2 separate regions of the Ovis aries genome follow, and region 2 is linked to region 1. The links are chromatin contacts, called in public Hi-C maps. All regions are on one chromosome and are shown on one strand. The core of a region is the stretch at or near the end of the contact, and the rest is flanking DNA. Distances in the headings are between cores, read along the strand shown. Region 1 holds the start of THTPA (thiamine triphosphatase). Region 2 holds the start of SLC22A17 (solute carrier family 22 member 17).

Evidence for each region. Hi-C and Micro-C count contacts between places; a contact is called where the count stands out from the background.
Region 2: a Hi-C map of tail adipose tissue shows a contact between it and region 1, with 5 times the contacts expected there. The contact joins the promoter of SLC22A17 here to the promoter of THTPA in region 1. A contact is called at or near these places in 4 of 16 Hi-C or Micro-C datasets (blood, hypothalamus and tail adipose tissue).

The regions. Positions count from the first base shown.
Region 1 is chr7:21,201,941-21,209,323 of ARS-UI_Ramb_v3.0, forward strand. It overlaps THTPA (thiamine triphosphatase), which reads right to left and starts at 2,423. Exons shown (of 2, transcript XM_060418556.1): 1 at 2,086-2,423; 2 at 1-1,702. The coding sequence starts at 1,697. The coding sequence ends at 1,032. ZFHX2 (zinc finger homeobox 2) reads left to right here and starts at 5,050. Exons shown (of 11, transcript XM_042252953.2): 1 at 5,050-5,459.
Region 2 is chr7:21,378,193-21,385,193 of ARS-UI_Ramb_v3.0, forward strand. It overlaps SLC22A17 (solute carrier family 22 member 17), which reads left to right and starts at 5,232. Exons shown (of 8, transcript XM_027971625.2): 1 at 5,232-5,469; 2 at 5,667-6,173; 3 at 6,263-6,366. The coding sequence starts at 5,766. It overlaps EFS (embryonal Fyn-associated substrate), which reads left to right. Exons shown (of 7, transcript XM_042252956.1): 7 at 920-2,141. The coding sequence ends at 1,354.

The sequences.
Region 1 (7,383 bases), core at 1,173-3,672:
AGCGCTGCAGGTACACAATCAGCTTGGCAGGTGCCTTCTCCTGCGCCAGCACACCTACAGGCAAAAGGAGAATGAGGAGAGAGCCAGACAGCCACAGATACTGTGCCTCTCCCAGCGGGACCCCAGGTTGTTTCCAAGGCAGCACTGGGATTCCGAACACCGGCCAACCAGCTTAGCTAACCCACCAGCCTACTCCCTGATTGGCCTGGGGAAGCCGGGCCGAAGAGGGCCACTTGAGGCAGAAGTGGGCCTAGGAAGCCAAGCACGAGCCTCTCCTCTGGCAAGGAGAAGTGGTGAAGGGCACTCAGGCGCCAGGAAGACAGAGGGTGCCTCAATAGTAACTCATTTCAGTTACTGCTCCTGCCCCCCAGTCAAGATTAAAGCCTCTCCAGGCAGGCCAGAGCTCATTAGCTTGGTAATGAAGCACATGCAGAGATGCACACACAGAGAGAAACCAAGGGGTGTAGAAAGGAGAAGCAGCTACAGCCATGAATGAGGTGGGATTTGCAGAGAATTCTAGCCTCTGTGGTGTGGAGCCACAATTAGCCAGTGTCTGATTGTTAGTGCCTGGCAGCATGCTGGGCCGATAGGAGGGAACTCAGTGTAGGTTTGCTGAGGAGGCAAGAACAACATTCCAGGGCTGTAAGGCCCCACGGGATGCACGACCCTGTATTTGCATGGATGAACTGTACAGGGGAGCTAACCTGGGAACAGAACTAAACTGCTAACGTTCGCCCCACCCTCTGTCACATGGGAACAACATTCTTGACTTTTACTCAAGCCAGTAGGACCAATGAGGATTTCATTATAAAAATCAGAGGACAGGAGTTGGGGGGAGAAAGGATGGATGGAAAGATTGAAGAAGAGAGCTGACTGGAATCGAAAGACACCTGGAGTGGCTAGAGGGATGAGAATGACATGAGCCAATGGCTGGGAAGGATTAGAGATACATGGAAGGATTCAATGCAGGTTAGACAGCTACTGTAAAAGAAGGAACCAGATTTGATAGAGCCCTGAGCAAATTGGGTCCTCTAGAAAACTGCTAAAATAATTCCCCTTAAAGAAATAGCCTCGAGACGTCCCCCGACAATTGGCCCAGTGGGTACACTCAGAAGAACAAAGGAAGTACAGAAGAGCGTGTCTCCCTCACCAAGCAGGCTGCTGAGGTGGTGGATCTTCTCCAGGGCAGCTGGGACTTCGGCCTCCTTGTCCACCAGCGCCTCTACCTCACCCACAGCGTAGCCAAAGTCAGCTGTATCCAGGTCCACCCTGAGCAGCCGCTCCTCTCCGTCAGCTCCGGACAGCACCAGTTTCCAGGCACTGCGCTTCGTCACAAAACTAGCTACTAACTGCAGCCCCAAGGGGCCCAACACAGCAGCCACGACCCCAGCCCCCGGGACCACAGCCCCCAGCACCTCACATAGCTGGACCACAATTGAAGGCTCAGCTGTGAGTTCCGTGTACTCAGTGTGGGGTCCTGAGACACTTGCCGCTCCGGGACATTTGAGCTCCCATCCACTGCCTTCTCGCTGTCGCAGCCAGTAATCAGCTCGCATGAGGCTCAGCTCAGGGGTGTCATAGTAGCTGTCTCGGAAAGTGACTCGGTGCTCCAGGGTACCCCCCAACTCCTGCAGCCGCTCCTCTGTGCCGGGCCCGGGAACGAACTTTCGCTCCACTTCAATCAGGCCCTGGGCCATGCTACCTGCAATCAGTCAATCAACAAACACTGATGAGCTCCCGAAGATCCCTCCCCCCGGAAGAACTTGTGAGGGGCACACACCGTGGCAGGGCTGTCTGTCGGGGGTCCTTCCTCCTTCTGTGATGGATGGCCCTGTCTGTCTCATGTTTTTAACGGCTCAGCAACAGGCACAGGTCTCCAGTTAGATCCCTTCTGCTACTGATGTCCTAAATCCAAAGGATTCCCTGGGAAATCCAAAGGGCTCTCTAGAAAGCAAGCCGTGTAGCGGGTGTCCTTTCAACGCCCCTCCCTCGACATATGCTACCCCGGGAGTACGGCTACTCACTGCGGGAGATGACCCCGCCCGATCCCCCTAGAGCACCTACCCGCGGAGCCTCGGGTCTCACCTGAAAGCCCAAGGGTCTCCCTCTCGCGGGACCTGGAGTAAGGGGAAGGAAGCCCACGCCACGCCCGCGAGGAATGCCGGAAGCAGTCCCTGGTTCCGGACCTCGGCCCGGTTCTTTGCGCAAGGGGGAGGCCCCGGCACAAGCGGCCATATTAGGCCCGATGTAGCGATGCCGAGGGCAGGCTTGGGCCGAGAAGCCTGCTAAGTTATGAGGGGCCGCAACCTCCGCGGTGGGCCAAGAGTAAGGATGGCCCCCTCCGCTCTGCTCCTCATTCCAGACCCCTCCCAGCTCCCGAGGGGCGGCCCGGGTCTCAGGCCGCAGGCTGAGCCCGGCACCCTGGAACCCGGGTGCATGATGGGAGGTGTAGTTCCGAAGGGAAATTTTGTTCTCTTGCCCCACTCGTCGCTATGGTGACAGGAAAGCCGCGATTGACGCCTGTGGGAGTCTTATCTAAAGTTAAGTCGGATGGAAAAGGCACTCAGACCCCATTTCCGCCTTCAACCCTCTCACTTCGTTGGCAGATGGGCCTGGAATACAAGCCACTCACTCAGACCCTGTCCAGCAGATACTTTATTGACTATTGTGGTGGCCCATTAAATGCAGGCCAATGGCAATGAGCTGGGGGAAGAAAAAAGTTAAGACCAGTCTAGTTACTCTAGACTCTGGAGTTTTAAAGGGTAGTTAAAACATCCCCAAGAATGTTCAGGATAACGGTGGATGGGAGAGTTGTTTTTGTGTGTGCAGCTTGAGGGATCTCAGTTCCTGGCCAGGAATTGAACACCAGCCTCCCACAGTGAAAGCCAGAATTCTAACTACTAGGTCACCAGGGAAGCCCCCTCCCCCGACGACTTTCTGTAAGAGGAGGAAATGACATTTTGGATGAAAACTAAAGACATGATGGGATTTCAATGACTGGAGACAGAGAAACAGCATGAGCAAAGACCCAGAAGCTGGATAGCCCCTGGCCAGTGTTTAAGGGAAAAGAGACAAAGCTGAAAGTGCCGCTGAGCAGACTGAGAAAGGCTTTACATGCCACACTGAGGAGTTTGTCTGTTTCCTGCGGCCCCTGTGCAGGCTTTATCAGGAACAGGAGAAATATTGCGTTCATTTAAGATATAGGAAGACATGAGAATGGCCCTTTGACTGCTTTGGGAGACAAAATTGAGAAGGCTGCTTCTCCTTACTCCCTCCCAGGATTATGATTACCTGGAGGCATCTACTGTATGTCTGGTTTTTGGGGTAAGGTAGCTTACTGAGAAACAGTGGTTCTTGTCAACTCCTGGCTTCCCTCCTATGATGGGTGAGAAGGGCTAGGTTCTTTACACTTATCCTTTCCCCAGCATGTTTTTGGAAACACGTGACTCATGGGAGGTACCATGGAGAGGACACTGGTTTACAGACATGGTATCTTGAACCTGGCATGTTTTGAATGTTTATCTGCATCCCCCCCAACCCGATGACAGGAACCAGTGTGCAGGGAAGAGAGGGACCCCAGCCCCTAACTCCTTTAATTGGCCTGCTTTTCATCTGTCCTTTGCTTTTAAGTTTTGTTGCTCAAAGAAAGTAGACTTAATCTCTTCCTTGAGTTATAGGGTCCAAATCCAGTAGGGCAGAGGCAGCAGTTTAAAGAGAAAGAAAGATTAGACTCCAAAGTCAGTCACACCTGGAGTCAACTCCAGTCTTCATTTCATTGGTGTTTGGTGTTGGGAAAGCTACTCCACCTCCTGAAATCTGTTTTGTCTTTAGTAAAATGTGGACTGCCTCACAGATAAGTGTGAGGATTCAGTGACAAACTGTCACATCCTAGAATTCAAAATGTTAGTTTCTTTCTCCTTCCTTTTGTCCTGTGAACTCTAGGATTTTTTTTTCCCTTCTATTAATAGAAGTAGGCTGTAGCAGTTATTATGGGCTCTGGAGTCTGAGCATCAGGATTTGAATCCTGGCTGGGTCACTTACTGGCCATGTGCCCTTGAGCCAGTGAATTGTTTGTGCCCTGGTTTCTGGTGCCAGGGTAAAGAATCTGCCTGCTGATGCAGGAGATACAAGAGACATAGGTTCGATCCCTGGGTTGGAAAGATCCCGTGAAGGAGGAAATGGCAACCCACTCCAGTATTCTTGCCTGGAAAATCCCATGGACAGAGGAGTCTGGTGGGCTATAGTCCATGGAGTCTCTAAGAATCAGACAGGACTGAACATACATGCAGGCCTTCCTAACTGTAAAATGAGACTAGTTGTGGGGATTAAATAAGTTAATATACGTTAAAGTGCTTGGTACTGTCCCTAAGCACTCATTAAGTTTCAGCAGTTATTAGAACATAACAGAGTTTATGTGAGCTGATAAACTGAAAATAAGGATGGGAAACCAGGCCCTCTCTCCACCCTACCCGCACCCAACTCTGGAAACTATGTGACCGAGTGAAAGAGACAGAAGCTCCGGTGACTCAGAGTAATTGCTGCGGCAGACAAGGTTCTATAGTGCCCAACTGGAAGGGAGGGGAATTAATAAGGCAAGAAGAAAGGAGTTAAAGTAAGAAAAAAAAGAGAGAGAGAGAGGTCTCCGGTGGTTCTGGAAAGCTCGTAGAAGCCATGGCTTGCTCTATAGCTGATTTAAATATATATATATATATATATATATATATATATATATATATAGTAATAATAACAAAACACATATATGTTTCTGTAGACAGAAGAAAGAGGAGGAGAACTCGGGAAAGTGTTTAAGATGCTCTTTGCGGCACCGGCTTGGACCTGGAGCCACAAAGCAGGTGGCCAGCACCGCAGTCCGCCTGTCATAGGTCCCGCCTACAGTCTAGTGAAGCAGGCAGACACCAAGCTCTAGGGCGGGCGGGCGGGGGCGGGGGCGGGGGCACCCGGACTACAACTCCCGGCGTACTCCGCGACGGGCGGGCCGCTGCACCTGCTCAGTGGGGCCGCCCCGGGCGCCTGGGTATTGATTATTCCATTGTGTGGGACGCCTCGGTTCCAGCCACTGAATGAGGCGGAGGAGTGAGGGCGAGGAGGAGGAGGAGGAGGAGGAGGAGGGCGAGCAGGAGGAGGAGGAGGCAGGGAGCGAGCGAGTGCCCAGGGTGAATCAATGGAAACCCCCTCACGAAGCCGGGAAAACACTTCAGCCGCAGCCAAATAGCATTGATTATTTTCCTTCACTTCCCTCACCGCCGTGAATTTATTTATTTATTTTTTCCATCTCCGTCCCCGACGCCCCGGAGTGAGCGCTGGAGGGAGGGAGGAGGAGGGGAAAAAAAGGAATCAACACATCGGAGAAGTCCCTTCCAAGAGCCACCCCCTCCCCTCCCCGCCTCGCGCTGCTCGGCGGCCGCGGTTCGACTCCCGTCCCTGCTTCCAGCTGAGGTGTAAGTGCATCGATTTCCGATGCTGCTGGGTTGGTTGGTTTTTTTTTTTTTTCCTCTCGTCTCCCTCTCTTCTTCCCTTCCTTGCTCTTTGGAAGCTTGAGACGGAGGGGAGAGGAGGCGCTCGGAGACTGCCGTTGGAGGGCACAGAGAGGGACCGAAAGGGACTGGGGGAGGGGACCCAGACCGACGGACGGACAGACAGAGAGCCTGAGGAGAAGGAGAGACAGGGTTGTGGGAGGGAAGGAGAGGGCCTGCGAGAGGGCGAAGAGAGAGATGCCGGGGTGGAGGCAGAGGTGGGGAACGGAAAGGCATAGAAGCTGGACTAGGAGCCAGCCGGACGGAGGGAGGGTAACGAGAGGCTAGACGGGTCGCGCCGAGCAGCACCGGGAGCTGGGGTCCCGGAGGGAAGAGGAGGCCGGGTGACTATGGAGGCTCGGAGCTGTCAGTCCGGAGGGGCCTGAGTCTCGGCGGCCCCCCGCCGGCCTCAGGATGGGTGAGGAACGGCGGCTAGCAGGCGGGCTGATGGATGGGCAAGCTCGCCACGGGTGGGAGGGTGGGAGGGGAGGTGGGTACCCTTAATCTTTGATTTTTAGGCTTTGCCTGAAGTTGAGTTGTCTGTTGCTTTTTGGTTTTCGTAAGGTGCTACTAGTAGGTGAGGGGAGGCCACCGCTCCTATTCAAGGTGAAGTGTGCCTCTCCTGGTCCCCAACTCTCCATCCGCTCTTGTCTATCCCTCTCTCTGAACAGCTCTATCGTTGAGCACTGGACCACGCTGCGCCTGTTGCCCTGCCGATCACTGTCCGTGTCCCTACCTCTGAATTTTGCCATTCTCATTCATTCTCCCCACCCATCCATCTCTGGGTCTGGGTCTGTCTGTGTGTCACTGTCTCCGGATGTGACTTCCTATCCGGGCGATCCTCTCGCTGTGTGTTCTTGTCTCTGTGTCACACCTTGGCTGCCTAACTGGTTTACCCATCTAGGACTCCGTGCCCTTTCCTTCAGGGTCTGAATGGATATCTCTGGCCTTTTCAGGCTGCCTTGGAGTTTGCTTATCAGTCATGATTGATGATTGTGGTAGTCACTGGTCAGGGGCCTGGAAGAGTGGAGGGATAGGTGTATCTCCCTCAAGGATTTAAGTGCCCTTTCCGCACAGCCAGGCCGGCCTCATCTTCTGTCTTCACCCAGGGAACTTTGGGACTTCCTAGCATTGTTAACTGTCCCCTTTGCCATGTGCTTGTGTCCCCCATCAGGACCTCACCGCTGGTGTCCTGCGTGTCACCTGCCTCTCCAGGAGCTTCCCACCACATAGCTCTTCATCACTGACTTGATTTTCCTCCCTTCCCTCACTTTACGATTATATATTTTTTTCATTTCCCCGTTTTGTTTCACCTCCTTTTTTCCCCATCGCCATCTCTGATGATCTCCTTTGCCTATTCTTCACCTTTGTTCCTGTAATCTGCCCTCTTCCTCCCTTTTCTCTTTGGTCACCCTAAGTTTCTTGTATTTCTTACCCTCTCACTCAGCATTTTAACTGCAGCAGCAGAAGATACCAGGGAGCAAAGGGGCTGGAAGAGTTGGGGAGTATGGTTTGTGAAGGCACATAAACAGGCCAAGAAATCAAGTTAATGGGCTTCCAGGGGCATATCACCCCTTCATCAGTCAGAGCCATTATGTTTCATTCACTGTCAACTTTGATTTTGTAAGGGGACATTCTGTGGGACTCAGAGCTCCACGCTGCTTGGTTGCCCCTTGTCCTCCGGTTCATTCTAGACCCTGGTGGCTTTTTCTCTACTTTCTAATTTGCCTTCTTCCTGGGTCTTTGATCTTATCATATTTGGATTCAGTTTGCTTTTTCAGGAAGCAGTTTTCATCCATGTGACAGAAGCTATCTTATGCAAAGGGCCAGGTTCATTCAGCCTAAAGAA
Region 2 (7,001 bases), core at 3,982-6,481, 180 kb after region 1:
CTAAGAGACCTGGGTCTTAATTCCAGCTCCACCACTAAGAAGCCAGGGCCTCCGAAGCCACCAGTTAATCTCTCTGGGTCTCAAGGAAATGAGACTGTCTCCTCGACTCATGGTCTAGAATGGTCCTAATCGCCATAGCTACCATCTGTCACGTTTGTACCAAGCGCCAGAACCTGTGCTAAGTACATTGCACCTGTCAGCACTGATCATAGCAATAGTTAGCACTCATACGGTGCTTACAGTTTGCAGTGCTGTGTTCTCAGCTCTTTTTGTGAAGATCAGCTAATCTTCACTGCAGCCTTAGGAGGCAGAAACAAGAACTGCAGGATCCAGTGTGGTAACCACACGCCACATGCAGCTACTCATCCCCAAGTGTGACCAGTCCGAACTGAAATGCACTGTAAATATAAAATGCACACCAGATTTTGCAGACTTAGTATGGAAAGCAATTTCAATAATTTTTACATTAATTACAGTGTTGAAACTACACCATTTTTAATATATGGAATTACAAAATAGGTACCAATTTCTTTGTAACTTTTCTAACGTGGCTACTTGGAAATTTGAAATAGCATATGTGGTTGGCATTATGTTTACATTGGACAGTGCAGTACTAGGCTCCCCGTAGATAAAGAAGATAAAGGAAGATAAAGAAGATAAAGGAGATAAAGGAATGATGACGTTCAGAGACTTGTTTCTGAGGTTGTTTGAATCCAGATTTATCAAACATCAATTCTGGGCATCTTCCTGTCACTCGCTAAGAGAATCTAAGTTGTCTGATAGGAGAAGGTACAGTTTAAAGGGGTCGAGCTCAGGGAGAAAGGAAGGCATGAGGAACAAAGGGAGGGAAGGAGAAAGGAAATAAGAACGGAAGTGGCACTGGCCAAGCAGTCCTGCTGAACCCTCTTCTCGCCCTTAGGAGGCCCTGTCCCCTGGGGAGCCACTGGTTCTGCCCACTGGAGATCTACAGCTCCTGCACTTCTACGCTGGGCAGTGCCGGGGCCACTACTCAACACTGCAGGCGGCCGTGGCGGCCCTGATGTCCAGCACCCAGGCAAAGCAGCCCCCGCGCCTCTTTGTGCCCCACGGCAAGCGGGTGCTGGTGGCCGCCCACCGCCTGGTGTTCGTTGGGGATACCCTGGGCCGCCTGGCAGCCTCTGCCCCTCTGCGAGCACAGGTTGGGGCCGCGGGCACAGCACTGGGCCAGGCATTGCGGGCCACCGTGCTGGCCATCAAGGGGGCCGCCCTGGGCTACCCATCCAGCCCTGCAGCCCAAGAGATGGCGCAGTGTGTGGCAGACCTGGCAGGGAGGGCCCTGCAATTCACCACTCTGCTCACCAGCCTGGCCCCCTGAGCCCCTTGTCTCTGCTCTGCCCTCACCTGCCTCCCAGAGCCGCCTCCAGTCCTCAGGTGGCTGGAGGGCTCTGTTTTTGGGACTAGGAGACACTGAGGCATCTTTCCCCTTTACTGCCCTTTCCAGGCATCTCAGCCTCTCACTGAGGCCCCTCCTCCCCTACCCCACAGCTTTTTGTACGAGCCATTTTGTATAAATTATTTATATTTAATATTATTCCCTGTTTTGTCAGGGGCAGGCACCAGGCCCTCCAGGGACCTTCCTCCTCCCTCAGCCTGGGGTGGAGGTTCTTGGGCACTGCAAGGCCAAGCCCTCTGGAATCTTAACCCCACAGAGAGCCAAGTAGCTGAAACCTGGAGCCACCAGGAGCCCCTTTTTATGTCCTGTGTCTTGGCTCTGGAACATCAGCACCTCCCTGTTAGCCGAGAGCGAGGGCAGAACGTTGGCAGCCCGGAGTGGGAAGGTCTGGGAGAGGCCAGAGGACTGCTCCACGCAGAAGCAGGAGAGCTGGGCCTCTGACATGGTGCACCTCAATAAACCGGGCTTTCTGGTTCCCCGACTCTGCTTCCTGGGAGCCTGGGGGGCCTTGGCCAAACTGTTGGGACACACACTGTGGGTAGTCTGCCTTTAGGGTTTGTGGAGAAATTCTGCTGTTTCTCCAACTGTTCATCTAGCAGGTTCTCAGCTCCCATGATGTGCCAGGCACCAGTTCTGAAGGTCCGTTGTGGGGGTGGGCTGGATAGAAACAAGTCAGCTGAAACAAGTAAATAAAAAAAAGAGGAACCTGCCACAGAGTTGATAGTTGCTGGTAATGGAAATGAACAGGGTGATATGTGACTGAGTAGATGGGGAGAGGACATTGGAGACTTTAGACAGGATTGCTGGGGAGGTGGTATCAGTGCTGAGACCCCGAGGATGAGAGAACCAAGAATAGTCTGCAACGTAGCATTCTGGGAAGGCAGGCCCTGACTCCTGCCCAAGGCCTCTCTTCTAAGACCGATGTCAGATGATGTCATCAGAGAGGTGCACACGTGGGGAGGGAGGCTATGAGAGAGCCCTGATGGTGCCCTGCTGAAGAGGCCACCCCAGCTGTCCTCCGCTTTGTGCCATAGGCCAGCTCTGACCCACTGCAGAAGACTGCTGGCCTGGGTGCCCTCTCCCTTAGGTTAACCCAAGAGGGTCTAGTCCCTTAAACTCCCCTTCCCAACTTCCTGCTGACTGTCCTTCCGGACACCACCTTTTAGAGGAGCTGAGGGGCCAATGAATTCAATGTGTTAGAAGTCCATAGTCCACAGGGCCTTGGTGAAATCGATGGGCCATGGCCTAGACAGGGGATCACTTCAGCCGTTTACCGCAAGGGAAGAAGTCCAGGCCACATTGCTTAAGCTCCGCTTTCCCAAGATTCTATCCTGGCACAGTGACTGGACTGGAGGTACCCCAAAATTCAATCACAGTCAGTCCCTTGGCCCCTCTCCCCATGCATTTGCCTCCTCCATTTGAGGTTCTTTGTTCCCATTTCACTCTCAAAAGAAACTCATTTCCAGAGGCTGAGGCCACCAAAATTCACCCCTAGGTGTTGGCGTTAAAGACATAACAGAGGCCGTCCTCCACCACCTTCCAGAAAGATTTTCAAGGGATCAGCCTGGAATTAGAGTCAGAGGTCTCAATGCAAGTTTCCATGTACCTGTGTCTGCAGGTAAATCCTGTCAGATCCTCAGAGTCCTAGTTTCCTCTCTAATATGAGAAGGAACATAGTGATCTCCCAGGGCTGTTGTGAGGCCCTAACAAGATAATGCGTGTGAACAGCCCAGCAACGCAGAGAGTTACATGGATTACAATTCCAAGACAGACATGAGGAGACTAGCAAATAAATCCCCAAGGAATGTTGCCTGTGACAGCACCGAAGTAAATACTGAAGAGATGTGGAAATGGGTTGAGGGGTGGGGAGAGGCTGCTTATTGCATTAGAAGACTTTCCCATATCTGGAAAATTTCTGAACAGAGGGGACAAATTAGAAGTGTGGTTCAGTGGAGAAAAGATGGAATGGATTTCCATCTTGAGATTGACAGGACATCCTTTTCAACACTTACCTGGAATAAGAGAATAAAGAACCTATTAGAAATCAAGTCTAAAAAAAAAAAAAAAAGGAAATCAAATCTCCTTGAGAAGAGTTACATTTCTAACTTTAACGTACATATACATGGGGATCTGGTTAAAAATGCAAAGTATCCGAAAACAGCCTTCGATTCTACATTTCCAGCAACTTCCCAGGTGATGTGGATGTTCCTGGTCTATAAATCATACTTTGAGTAGCAATTCAAGGAGTTAGGGGAGACTTCTCTAAGGCAAATAAGCTTGAACTGACAGCTGAAGAGGAACTTGACTAAAGTAGAGGAGACTTCTAGGGACAAGGACCAGCTTATGCAAGGGCCCTGTAGCACTGGAAAAACTGGAAGAATGTCAGTGTGACTGGTGCGCAGAATTTGGAGAGAGAGAGAGAGAGCTGCAGAGAGTATCGGATCACTATGAGGTCTAGAATATTGCATTTACCTTGACGGTAGAAGACGCTGATGGTTGTTAAACAGGAAAGGAACACAGACATCTGCCTTTTGAAAAGATCAGTCCATCTGCATTATGAACAGATGGGGGGAAAGGATTGGAAACAAAGCAGATACAGAGCACCGGTTAAGAACTGGGAGGCTAAAGCAGTCTGCACAACAGGTAGCTTGACTAGCGGTGCCGGAGATAGATGGAAAGAAGCAGAATATCTGAGAACTACACAGGAAATGAAATGCGCAGGATTTTGTAGAGGATTTGACATGGGGTGGAGAGCGGGGGTAAGGAAGGGGGCGCTCTAAGGGCTGTCACCTGAGCATCTGGCCACAACTGGATGGTGAAAGTGCCATTCAGTGAGGAAAGAAGAGCTAGAAGACGGCCTAGTTGGGGGGAGCGGGGAGACATGACCATGAGTTTGGTCTTGGACGTATTGACTCTGAGATCCTTGTGATGCATCCAGGATAAGAAACCAAATAAGAGGTGGCTTCAAGGGTCTGGGGCTCAGAAGAGAGGTGGGAACTGGAGACGTAAATATGGGAATCAGGTTTATATTGGCTCCTATTATTTATACTGAGGGTGACGGAAGCTGTGGGCATAAGTGAGATTCTGAGGCGGAGAGAACAGTATGAGATGAGGACCTAGAATCAAGCCTCCAAAGATCACAGGCTCTGACGGATGGTGAGGAGAATGAGTCTGTGGTAGAGAAAAGAGTGGCAAGAGAAAGAAAATCTGGAGAGTATGGGACCTGGCAGACAGGGAAGAAAGAGTTTAGAGGAAGGGGTAGCCAACAAAGCCAAATGCTGCTGAGAAATGATGGAGACTCAGCCAGGGTGGGGTTGTGAAACCAGAGAAGTGGTCTTGCAGAGGACTAAAGCCAAGGCTGAGTGCAACGCCCAGTGCAGTCCACCATATGCAAGCACCCCTTCCAGTATGCCTGTCTCTCCTCAGTGAGCCACTCCGATATCAGTCTTGTCCATCCTATTATCCCCAAAGCCCAGCACACGGCCAGAATATAGCAGACACTTAATAAATTGTACTGATGAGTGAGTGGATGGATGGATGGATGGATGAGCAGGAAGAACTGGAAGCAAAAGAGGAATCGCTGGCACCTGCCTGGGATGTACTTACTATCCTTCAGTTGTTCCCTTTATACCGCAATGGCCCGCAGACCCAGGGAACAGAGAGAGAGCCCCATCTTCTCCCTCCCCTGGGTCCTCGCCCCCCTTCCTCTCTCTGACGAAGAGTCTGGACCGAAGGTTCTGCTGACGTTGGAAGGGGAGGAGAGTCTGGAGGAAGGGGTGGGGAAAGCGGCGCAGAGATCGCAGAGACGGAGGAGGCGCCCGCGGCTGCAGAGCTGCAGAGCGGGATCTCTTGGCCTCTGTGTCCGGGCAACGGCGCGCCACTGGGCCAGAAGACAGCGCATCCTTTCCGTGCGGGCCGCCTGGGCCCCTGCGGTCGGCAAACTGGCTCCCCGGGTGGCCACCGGGACCCCCGAGCCCAATGGCGGGGGCGGCAGCAAGATCGACAGCACTGTAGAGATCACCCCCAGCCCCAACGGAGTAAGTGCCCGCGCCCTGGGGGCTACGCCATCATCTCCCCGCACCCCTGGACAAGCGCCTGGCATTTTCCTCCCGTGCATCCCCCGCGGCAGACTGCCTTCCTCCCGCTTGCGCCCCCCCCTCTTCCCTTACCCTGCGGTTTTCTCCGCTTCACCCTTCTCCGCCACCCCTCCAACCCACACTCCCACCCCCAGCAGGTCGGGACCCTTGGAGATGCGGTGCCCACGGAGCAGCTGCAGGGTGAGCGGGAGCGCGAACGCGAGCGGGAGGGGGAGGGCCACGCGGGCGGCGACGGGATGGGCAGCAGCCTGTCGCTGGCCGTGCCCCCCGGCCCCCTCAGCTTCGAGGCGCTGCTCGCCCAGGTGGGGGCGCTGGGCGGCGGCCAGCAGCTGCAGCTCGGCCTCTGCTGCCTGCCCGTGCTCTTCGTGGCGCTGGGCCTGGCCTCCGACCCCATCTTCACGCTGGCACCCCCGCTGCATTGCCACTACGGGGCCTTCCCCCCCAACGCCTCCGGCTGGGAGCAGCCCCCCAACGCCAGCGGCGTCAGCGTCGCCAGCGCGGCCCTAGCCGCCAGCGCCGCCAGCCGCCTCGCCACCAGTACGGACCCCTCGTGCAGCGGCTTCGCTCCGCCGGACTTCAACCACTGTCTCAAGGACTGGGACTATAACGGCCTCCCGGTGCTCACCACCAACGCCATCGGCCAGGTGAGGCGGCCCGCTGGGCCGCGGGTCTGGGGGCGGGCCGCGCCACCAGCGAGGGGTCTCACACCCGCTCCTCCCTCTCGCGTCCCTAGTGGGATCTGGTGTGTGACCTGGGCTGGCAGGTGATCCTGGAGCAGATCCTCTTCATCTTGGGCTTCGCCTCCGGCTACCTGTTCCTGGGCTACCCAGCAGACAGGTGAGGGCTCAGCAAGGAGAGAGGAGGGCTTGCTAGGGAGGCTGGTCCAGGCACCTAGCCTTCGCCAGAGGGTGAAGAGGCTTTGCTCAGCTCTGCAGTGTCCTCTGGATTGCTCCTGTTCATTGAGAGGCGGCCCCAGCACTGTCTCAACTTCACTCCCCACCAAGAAATACTCTTACCATACCTCTTCCAAACAGAGGATAACTCTCCCCCCACTGCCAGTCCCACAGCCATGAATCAGTGGCCCCACCCTCCTGCCCAAAACCCCTAGGTCCACAGAAGTCCTGACTCTTCCTCTGTTGTCCTATTACCACCAAGCTCCTCCCTTGCAGTCCTCGTGGATTAATCCCTGTTAACAGTACTGTCTACCTGGTCTGTTAGCTCTGTCTCAGTGGCCCCATTCCTAAAGGTCATTATGTTAATTTCTAAATATCAACAGCCCCATTCACACTGATCAGTAGCTCAACTCTTCAAACAAATGACTACCCTCTTGAGGAGGGTCCATAGTTTAACCACCATGGATCAATGACCACAATAGCACCCCTCACCCCAGGCTAATAGTCCCATCCTCATGAATCATTAGTGCTCTCAGATCCTCTCAGATCAAAAGCCTCATTTCCAGGAATCAGTGGTTA